2 separate regions of the Urocitellus parryii genome follow, and region 1 is linked to region 2. A link is a contact called in public Hi-C data. All regions are on one chromosome and are shown on one strand. Each heading gives the region's core, a stretch centred on a gene start, on an enhancer-like site or on the middle of the called end of the contact. The rest is flanking DNA. Distances are from core to core; before and after follow the strand shown.

Region 1 (4,478 bases), core at 152-2,651, 200 kb before region 2:
TCTGGGGTGAGCTGGGCACCCCGTAGGCTCCGCCGCTGGTAGTATATACAGGCCTCCTCAAATACCAGGTCCTTGGCTGAAGGCAGCTCAAGGCCCTGGGGGGCTTCCCAACCTACACAAAACAGACCCAAGGCTGAAAGCATGCGAAGACCTCCTCCAATATCCATCTCTTCCTCATCCTTCATGCCAGGGGCTGGAGGTTCCAGCAAATATACTCTGTCTGTACTTAGAACCTTCCTTTCCAGCAGCCGCCCACTGCTCATGTCCAGCAGTTCCAATGTGTTGCCCAGCACACAGGCCAGAGTGCCATGGAATATTCCCAGGGCTGCAGACCCCTCGGGGCCTACAGGTGCCTCCTGCAAGGTGCCCACAGCACGAGTACCACCGTGGGACTGCACTAAGCTCACAGTGCCCGCGAAATCAAGCAACAGAAGACCCTGAGGAGCTGGGGCCCAGGTATGTACAGCCAATGGCTTTCTGGGGGACAGCAACCCAGGAAGGCCCCGGAGCAGGGTCCTGAAGTCCCAGGTGTCCCCTTGTCTGGGATTCAGGGTTTTACTGTGGGAGAGGCCAAGGCATGGGGCAGACACTATCACTTTGCCCTTGCTTGGGCTCCAGATGAGCAGAATGTGGGCTACACCAGGCCAGGTGGTGGCAGTGGGCACTAGGAAGAGATCCTTGCGGGAGGCCAGCAGGCCAAAAGGAGGGCAGTGGTGCAGCAGGACGCGAGTGCGGCCCAGGTTTGTGCCTGCCTCCCCGCTGGGCTCCAGGGTCCTGACGCACACGCGATAGTTGAAAGCGACTGCAGGCCGCTCTACCGGGTCCTCAGTGCCAGACTGAAGCTCCTCGCACCACACCAGGCGGCCTCGGACAGCCGCCACGGCCACCACGCGGGCCTCACCGCCTGGACAGAGCTCGGTGCTCTGCAGCAGTCGCCAGCCAAGCTCCATCCCCGCTCCCCACACCTCGGTTATGCCACTTTCCCACACGAGAACCAGCGCCGGTCGCGCTGGCCAAGGCAGGAAGAAGGCGTCTAGCGGTGAAGGGTGGTCCTCAGGCCAGGCCCGCTCCAGTTCAGCCCCGGATCCGCGTACGGCGACCAGCAGTTGCGGGGTTGGCGCCCCCGGGGGTCGCAGCAGCAGCAGGTGGCGGCCGTCTGGGCTGCAGCGGACTCGGACAGCTGGGTCCCCAGCTAGCAACTCCCGGAGCCGGGCCGCGCCGCTGAAGTTGCTAAGGTCCAAGAGCAGGCGCAGAGTCCCCGCACGCTTCATCGTGCCGCCCGCGCCGTAGCACGTTAGGCCCGGCCACCCGGTGGAGCGAGGCCCGGCTCTCGGTGCGCGGTCCTCCGGGAAGTCGAGAGCCGCACTGAGACTTCCGTCCCGCGTGGATGAGGTGGGCCGAGGACAGGCCTGAGTGTAGACTCCACCCCGCCCCGCTAGGGGAGCTTCGGCTTGGCTCTAGTGCACGCCCGGCTGGCGCGACCCGCCCGCAGGGGGAGGAGCCTCCGCAGCTCCCAAAGGTTTCAACCTCTGACTTCTCAGGCCAGCTTCCCCTAGCCGCAGTGTAGCTCAGTCTAGTCCTGATTTGGGCTCCACTGAGCCCCTAAAAGCGTCCATCTCCTAAGGCTTTTCTTTTCTAAGCTTCGTTCTTTGAGTCCAGTTTACTCATTTATATTCATTCATATTCTCTCTCTCTCTCTCTCTCTCTCTCTCTCTTCCCGGTACTAGGCATTGAGCCCACAGCCTCACAGAGTCTGGGCAAGCACTCTATATCACTGAGCTACATCCCCAACTACTCATTTATTTTTGAAAGTTTTATTGAGCACCTAATTTATGGCAGGCTTTGAGTAGTAGACCCTGAACAAAATAGAAAAACTTCAACCTCACCTGTAATCCTCAGCGGCTCAGGAGGCTAAGGCAGGAGGATCACAAGTTCAAAGCCAGCCTGAGCAATTTAGTGAGGCCCTAAGCAACTTAGTGAGACCCTATCTCAAAATGAAAAATAAAAAGGGCTGGGGATATGGCTAAATGGCTAAGTGCCTCTGGGTTCAATCCCTGGTACCAAACAAAAAACTTCAACCTCATGGAGATTGATAATCTAGTGGAAAATAATAATAGTTAAATGTTTCCATAGTAGACATCATGGGACAGACCTGCTCCCATCCCTGGTTTTTGCAGATAAGGAAAATGAAGCACAGGGGCTGGGGATGTGGCTCAAGCGGTAGTGCGCTCGCCTGGCATGCGTGCGGCCCGGGTTCGATCCTCAGCACCACATACAAACAAAGATATTGTGTCCGCCAATAACTAAAAAAAATAAATAAATATTAAAAAATTAAAAAAAAAATCAAATGAAGCACAGAGGTTAAGTAACTTTGATTAAGATTATATAGGTATTAGGCTGGGGATATAGCTTAGTTAGTAGAGTGCTTGTTTCATATGCACAAGGCCCTGGGTTCAATCCCTAGCTACCCAACCCCTCCCCCAAAAAAAAATTACACAGGTATTAAGCAGTGGAGGTGGGATTTCAACCACAGGCATTCTGGCTCCAGAGTCAGTGTGCCAAGCCATTTTACTCTATCACTCAAAACCAGGAGTTTGCTAAGAAAACAACAACAACAACAACATTTAGAGGCAGAGTCTTTTTGTCATCTCTTCAGCAACACCTACAAATTTAGATTTTTAAATTCTTTTTTTTTTTTTAAAGAATTTTTTTAATATTTATTTTTTAGTTCTCGGCAGACACAACATCTTTGTTGGTATGTGGTGCTGAGGATCGAACCCGGGCCGCACGCATGCCAGGCGAGCGCGCTACCGCTTGAGCCACATCCCCAGCCCCCAGATTTTTAAATTCTTATATATTTTTTGGGGGGGGGCTGGGGATGTGGCTGGGGATGTAGCGCGCTCGCCTGGAGTGCGTGCGGCCCGGGTTCGATCCTCAGCACCACATACAAACAATGATGTTGTGTCCGCTGAGAACTAAGAAAAAAATAAATAAATATTAAAAAAAAAAATTCTTATATATTTTTTTCAGTATTGGGGATTGAACCCAGGAACACTCTACTGAGTTACATTCCCAAACCCACCTTTTGAGACAAAGTCTTGCCCAGGCTGGCCTAGGACTTACAATCCTCCTGTCTCAGCCTCCCCAGTTGCTGGGTCTACAGGCTTGTGCCAGTGTGCCCTGCTTGACAACCTCCTTATTGAAAGTTTCTCCTGTGGGTTCCACTGCACATCTTTTACCTCTAGGTTTCTTCCTTTTTTTATATTGCACTATCTTTTTTTTTTTTTTTTTTTTGTACCAGGGATTGAATTCAGGGGTACTTGACCACTGAACCACGTCCCCAGCCCTACTTTGTATTTTATTTAGAGACAGGGTCTCACTGTGTTGCTTAGCACCTCACTTTTGCTGAGGCTGGTTTTGAATCCTTTATCCTCCTGCCTCAGCCTCCTGAGTTACTGCGATTACAGGTGTGTGCCACCACATTAAACGTTAGCACTCCTCTTTCCATTCCCCAATAACATTTTGATCTGTCTCTCTATCCTCTTTCCTTCCTTATGGCTTCATCCATTCCATGGAAGCCAACGACTCCAAAATATTTATCTATAGCACAGATATCTGTTGAGTTCCAATAAAGGGTATCTAAACGTCTACTAAATATTTCTTCTTGGATGTCTCACACTTTAATCTCAACATATCCTAAACATCATCTTCTGTCCCAAATTACTCCTCCTCCAGTTGCTTCTAGTTGCCATAGGATTTATTTCATTTTGTACCCTATCTTCATTTTTAGAGTAGAGTCTGGCAGAAAAACCTCAACTGATGTTTGCTGAAGGAATGAGTAAGCTTGTGTGGGCACATGTTTGTGTGTGTGATATCATTTGGGAATCTTTTGGTTAAAAGTTACAGAAATAGCTCATGGCTATTTTAAGTTAAAGTGCTATTAATTAGAAGAACATAAGGAACTTACAGCATCTGCTGAAGAAAGGAAGAACAGGATTGAACAATGAACAGTAATTAAGATACTCACTGAAGATCAAGAAATAGGAAGCATGATTGTTTTTCAGTGGGGACCATCTAATCAGGGTAATGTGGTCCTTGGTGCTACATGATTTACATGCTGCACTAGAGGATAGAACCTGTTATGAATAAATTCTGATCATCCTTTCATCTCTGCATCTCTTGATCAAAAGCCAAAGTTCTTGGAGGCTATAGCTATTGGCCAAAATCAGATAATGTGCCTTCACTTAACTCCGACTGTTCAGGGCATGTTTTTCCATTTAGTCTAGCCTAAGAGTCCAAAGAATTCTGCAGAATAAGAAGGGAAGAGCTCTGCCAGATAATCAAACCGATATGACACAGGCCTTATTATTCTAATTTTTCAAATGAGGACACTAGGCACAGGGAGCTTAAGTAATTGTACAAAGTCATATGGTTAGAAGGTAGCTGAACTAGGATCCATTTCTACAATGTTCCAGAGG
Region 2 (4,277 bases), core at 286-2,785:
CCTGCCTGTCCTTAACAGACTCTCCTCCTGAGTGTCATGGCATTAGTAGAGGACAGTTGAGCTCAGACACTTGTAGCCTCCCTTGCTTTCTGGATGGAAGAAGGCAGAATACAATTCCCTTATCTCCAAACTTCATGGTGTTGAGGTCAGCAAGTCCTTTGGGCTCCTTCTGGATTCCTGCCAGCATTTTGTATAAAGTGAAGAAAGGCAGGTCTAGGACATGGGTCACTAAGCAGAGGACTCCTTGCCTTCCCTTGATACAGTCCATCTCTTGACCTTGTTTCTTCACATACACCTATTCCAAGAACTCCAAACAGGAGTTCCCATTCTCTCCCAGAAATCAACCTCAAAAAGAGTTGCCCATGCCCAGCCTCTGTGCCAGGTATTTGGAGGCTTCTGCAGAGTCAGAAGAGAGCCAGGAGCAGGGTATTGCTCCCAAAAGACAATTCCTGCTGGGTTGATTGAAACAAGTGGTTGGAAATTAAATCCTGTTGAAGAGATTAAATGTGCTGAGGTCACTTTAGCTGAAGCTTTTGTTCTCAGCAGGCCACTTCTCAAGACCCACCAAACACCATCCACCCATTCTTATGGCAGGGTTTGGGGGCAGAGACTGTGTTCTTGGCTAGGAGCCCAGGAAGTATCCTGGGGGCAATTCAGACACATTGAGACTAAGGGAGCCCAGCTCTGTGCTGTCCCTGCTTTCAGAAAAGGAGCTAATCTTAAGTGGAGAGGGCTTCATAAAGGGGCATTACTTGTCCACTCTGTCCTCACCCAGATCCCCAAACCCTTCACTACCTCCCTAAATCTGCTGGAAAACAAGGAATCTAAGATAGGGTAGATGACAAAAGAGAAGGGCAGAAAAGTTGAAAGGAAAAAAAACAAAAGAGCAAGGAAGTCTTGAGAAACTGACCTGGTTCACTGTTTTTCTTATCTTCTTGGGCCGAGGGGGTCATTATTAGATCAGGGAAGAAGGCCCACTGGGAATGGATGATATCCAGACAGGGGGCCCTAAGTGAGAGTGGCATCCTGCTGGAACTTGAGGCAACAAAAAATTGTCCACAGCGCCTGTATCCGAGAACGGGTGGACTTTTCTCTGCATTCTCTTCCCACTTGAAGCAGAGAGAAGCAGGGTGGAGACGGGGGACTGGCTGGAACTGGCAGGAGGAACAAACAAAATAGGGGCTGACGTGGAGAACCCAGAGGCATAACCCAGGCTCTGACTCCACCAGACAGTGCTGATGGTAGGGGAAGAGGGTGTCTGAAAATTGTGGGCAAGGTTTCCTCACAGTGGGCTCTCTGGCCCCGCTCTCTTGCACCCCAACATCGGTGGCTTGAGGTTGAGAGGTGGTGTTGCTGGGAGATGGTCTCCCTCCCTGCACTTTGCAGTTCACCCTTTCACCGGAGCCGCCTCCGAGCTGAAGAGGGTGGGGGGCGGAGGTAGGGGGAGCCAATCCCAGCAGCGCCAAAGAGGGGAGGCGGCAATGACAGCCGCGGGGAGGGGGCGGGAGGAGAGAGGCGGATCGCTCCTGTTCAGAGCTCAGCTCCACTCTGCCTCTGGCTCTGCGCTCATTTGCCGCCCAAGCCTCCTGCTCCTGCCCCGGGACCCCCTAGTTTGGGCCTAGAAACCCTCTGGTCCCCAGACTAGCCCCCCAACCTTTGGCTCTCCCGGTCCCCAGCCCCAACGGTGCCCTAGGCCGCCAGGGGGCGCCGTGTGAGCGCCCTATCCCGGCCACCCGGCGCCCCCTCCCACAGCCCAAGCGGGAGTGGGGCGCCGGGGGCCATGCGGGGCCAGGGCCGCAAGGAGAGTTTGTCCGATTCCCGCGATCTGGACGGCTCTTACGACCAGCTCACGGGTGAGTCAGTGGCGCAGGGGTCACGGGAGGGAGGGTGGATTCCATCCCCCCAGATCCTTCCACCTCTCCTACCCTGACTTGCTCCATACCTGCTCTCTATCCCATTCCCAGGCACTCTCCCAGCTGGTCTAGGCAACTGGATAGTGGGGTTCAAAGCCTTGAGTTCCATAGGGGTGGAGGGGCAAGTGGGGCAGGTGTGGAGAGGCAGCAGGTGTGGGCGTGTGTGACACAGGGCTGGGAGTGTGTCTGGAGTGGGAGGTGTTACGTGAGTGAGCGCTTATCATTCCTATGTGTGTCTGCTTTATGTATGTGTGTGTACCTCCCACAGCTGGTTGCCATGTGCCTTGGGCTTGGTGACAACCAGGGTGAGTGTGAGTGCATGTGGCAGTGCAATTTATGATCTTGTCTGATGTTTGAATGAGGCTATGTGGGACCCTGGTTGTACTTAATTTGTTTTGACCATGTGTCTTTGTTGTATGTGCAACTACAGGCTTTGAGTGTATGATTCTGTGTGAGGTGACATGTGACAACCAGAATGTATTAGGGCTTCATTTACCGTGGTATGTCTCTTTATAAGACTATGGACTGTGAACCTCCTGGAATGAACAGTTGTTAAAGTGGGTTGTTGTATATTTTGTGATTGTGAGATTATGTGGATTATTTTAAAATTTGGTGCTGATTGTGTACTTTCATGTGTGATGGCTGCTGTGGAGCTCTCTGAATGTCCATGCCGTTCCTTATCCTGCTGCCTCTCTGGCTTCCTGTAGCAGAAGGGAGTCTTTAGTGCACCTCACTGCTTCCCCAAGTTTCCTGCAAATAGCCCAGGTGGACCCAAGGAGAGATTCTAGTGTGCAGCTGCCCACACTCACACCCAGGTGTACCCTATGTTTCTAGCACCTGGCATCTATAGGGAGGCTTTGGTTAGTGCTGGATCAGCCCCCTCCCGCCATTACTCAGATCACTCTTACAAATGAAAATCCCATAATCCCCAACAGCCCTTTGAGAAATTCACCAGAACCCCAGAGAAAACACATCCTCTTGCCTCCTTCCAGAACCAGGGATAGAAACTCTAGGCCTGGGAAGTGCTACATGTCCCCTCTTACATCCGTCAAAACCATTCTGCTGCCCAGACTTCTCTTTCTCATTTTGGGGAGTAATGTGAGACCAGGACATCTGGGCTTGTATGCATTCCTATGTTTGGTAGGTAGATCCATGTGCTTGTGTAGGTGACTGTGTCACCTTGTGTACGTTTCCATATATGTGTGTTTCTCTCATTGTGCAGCCTGTTTAAGAACTCCAACTGAGAATGGGAGGAGGGAGGCTGTTCCTTCTGAGCAGGGAATTAGGGGGAAGCCATGATCTTTGTCCTTCCTTATGAGCTCAGATTAAGACCTTTGAATAGGAGGGAGGGAACTAGGATGTAATACCTTAAGGATAAGTGTCTCCTCTGCTCTTTGTCCCTGGGGAGGACCTAGTTGTAATATCAAAACATCACAGAAGGGGCATCCTTCACTTAGGCCCTAGAGTCGGACAATGACACATGTGCCTCTCCCAGATGTGCTTCAGATTTGGATGGCTCTGAAAGTTCAGCTATCCAGTTTTATTATGAACTCAGTTTCCACTGCCAGTTCAGGATCTTTGAGAATTGTAATGGCTCAAGACCCTCATTGACATTAGGGTTTGTTTCATGCCTTGATTTTCCACTTTGGGTGGAGGTGGGGTGGAGGTGGGGAAGCACTTGGATTTGAAGGTTCACTGCCTTAGTTAGCTCAGTGTTAGTCAGCTTTTGCATAGCTGTGACCAAAACACCTGACAAAAACAACTCAGGGAGGAAAAGTTTATTTAGGGCTCACAGTTTCAGAGGTCTCAGTCCATAAACAGCTGACTCCATTCCTCTGGGCTTAAGGTTAGCAGCACATCATGGAGGGAAGAGCCCAGCTGAGGAAAATAGATCAGTTTATGGTAGGGCGAGGAAGCAGAGAGGGGGAAAGGGCTGCAGACAAGATGTGCCCTTTCAGGGGACACCCCCAGTCACTCATCTTCAGGCATGCCCCAGTAGTCAGTCCATTCAAACTAGCATGGACTGAGTAGGTTACAGTCCTCATATAATTTAATCATTTCACCTCTGAAAATTCCTGCATTAAGAGGAGTCTGGGGGGGATACCTCATATCCAAACCATAACAGTCTGTCAGGAATGGAAATGTACTATGTGACTTTCGCTCTCTGGCCCTCACTTTTCTCACCTGTACAGTAGGAATACTAGTTAGGCATGGTGGTTCATGCCTGTAATCCCAGCTGCTCAGGAGGTGAAGCAGGAGAATCACTGATTTGAGGCCAGTCTTGGCAACTCAGCAGGACCCTGTCTCAATAGTTAAAAGGCAGACAGGGCTGGGGACGTAGCTAGGTGGTAAAGTGCCCCCAGG

What was found. A called contact is a pair of places that touch in the nucleus more often than the background predicts.
Region 1: a contact with region 2 is called in a Hi-C map of liver, with 4 times the contacts expected there. The contact joins the promoter of Hps6 here to the promoter of Kcnip2 in region 2. A contact is called at or near these places in 2 of 2 Hi-C or Micro-C datasets (liver and muscle).

The regions. Positions count from the first base shown.
Region 1 is chr5:185,847,774-185,852,251 of mUroPar1.hap1, reverse strand. Hps6 (HPS6 biogenesis of lysosomal organelles complex 2 subunit 3) reads right to left here and starts at 1,401. Exons shown (of 1, transcript XM_026407934.2): 1 at 1-1,401. The coding sequence starts at 1,271.
Region 2 is chr5:185,650,070-185,654,346 of mUroPar1.hap1, reverse strand. Kcnip2 (potassium voltage-gated channel interacting protein 2) reads left to right here and starts at 1,535. Exons shown (of 10, transcript XM_026407877.2): 1 at 1,535-1,853. The coding sequence starts at 1,781.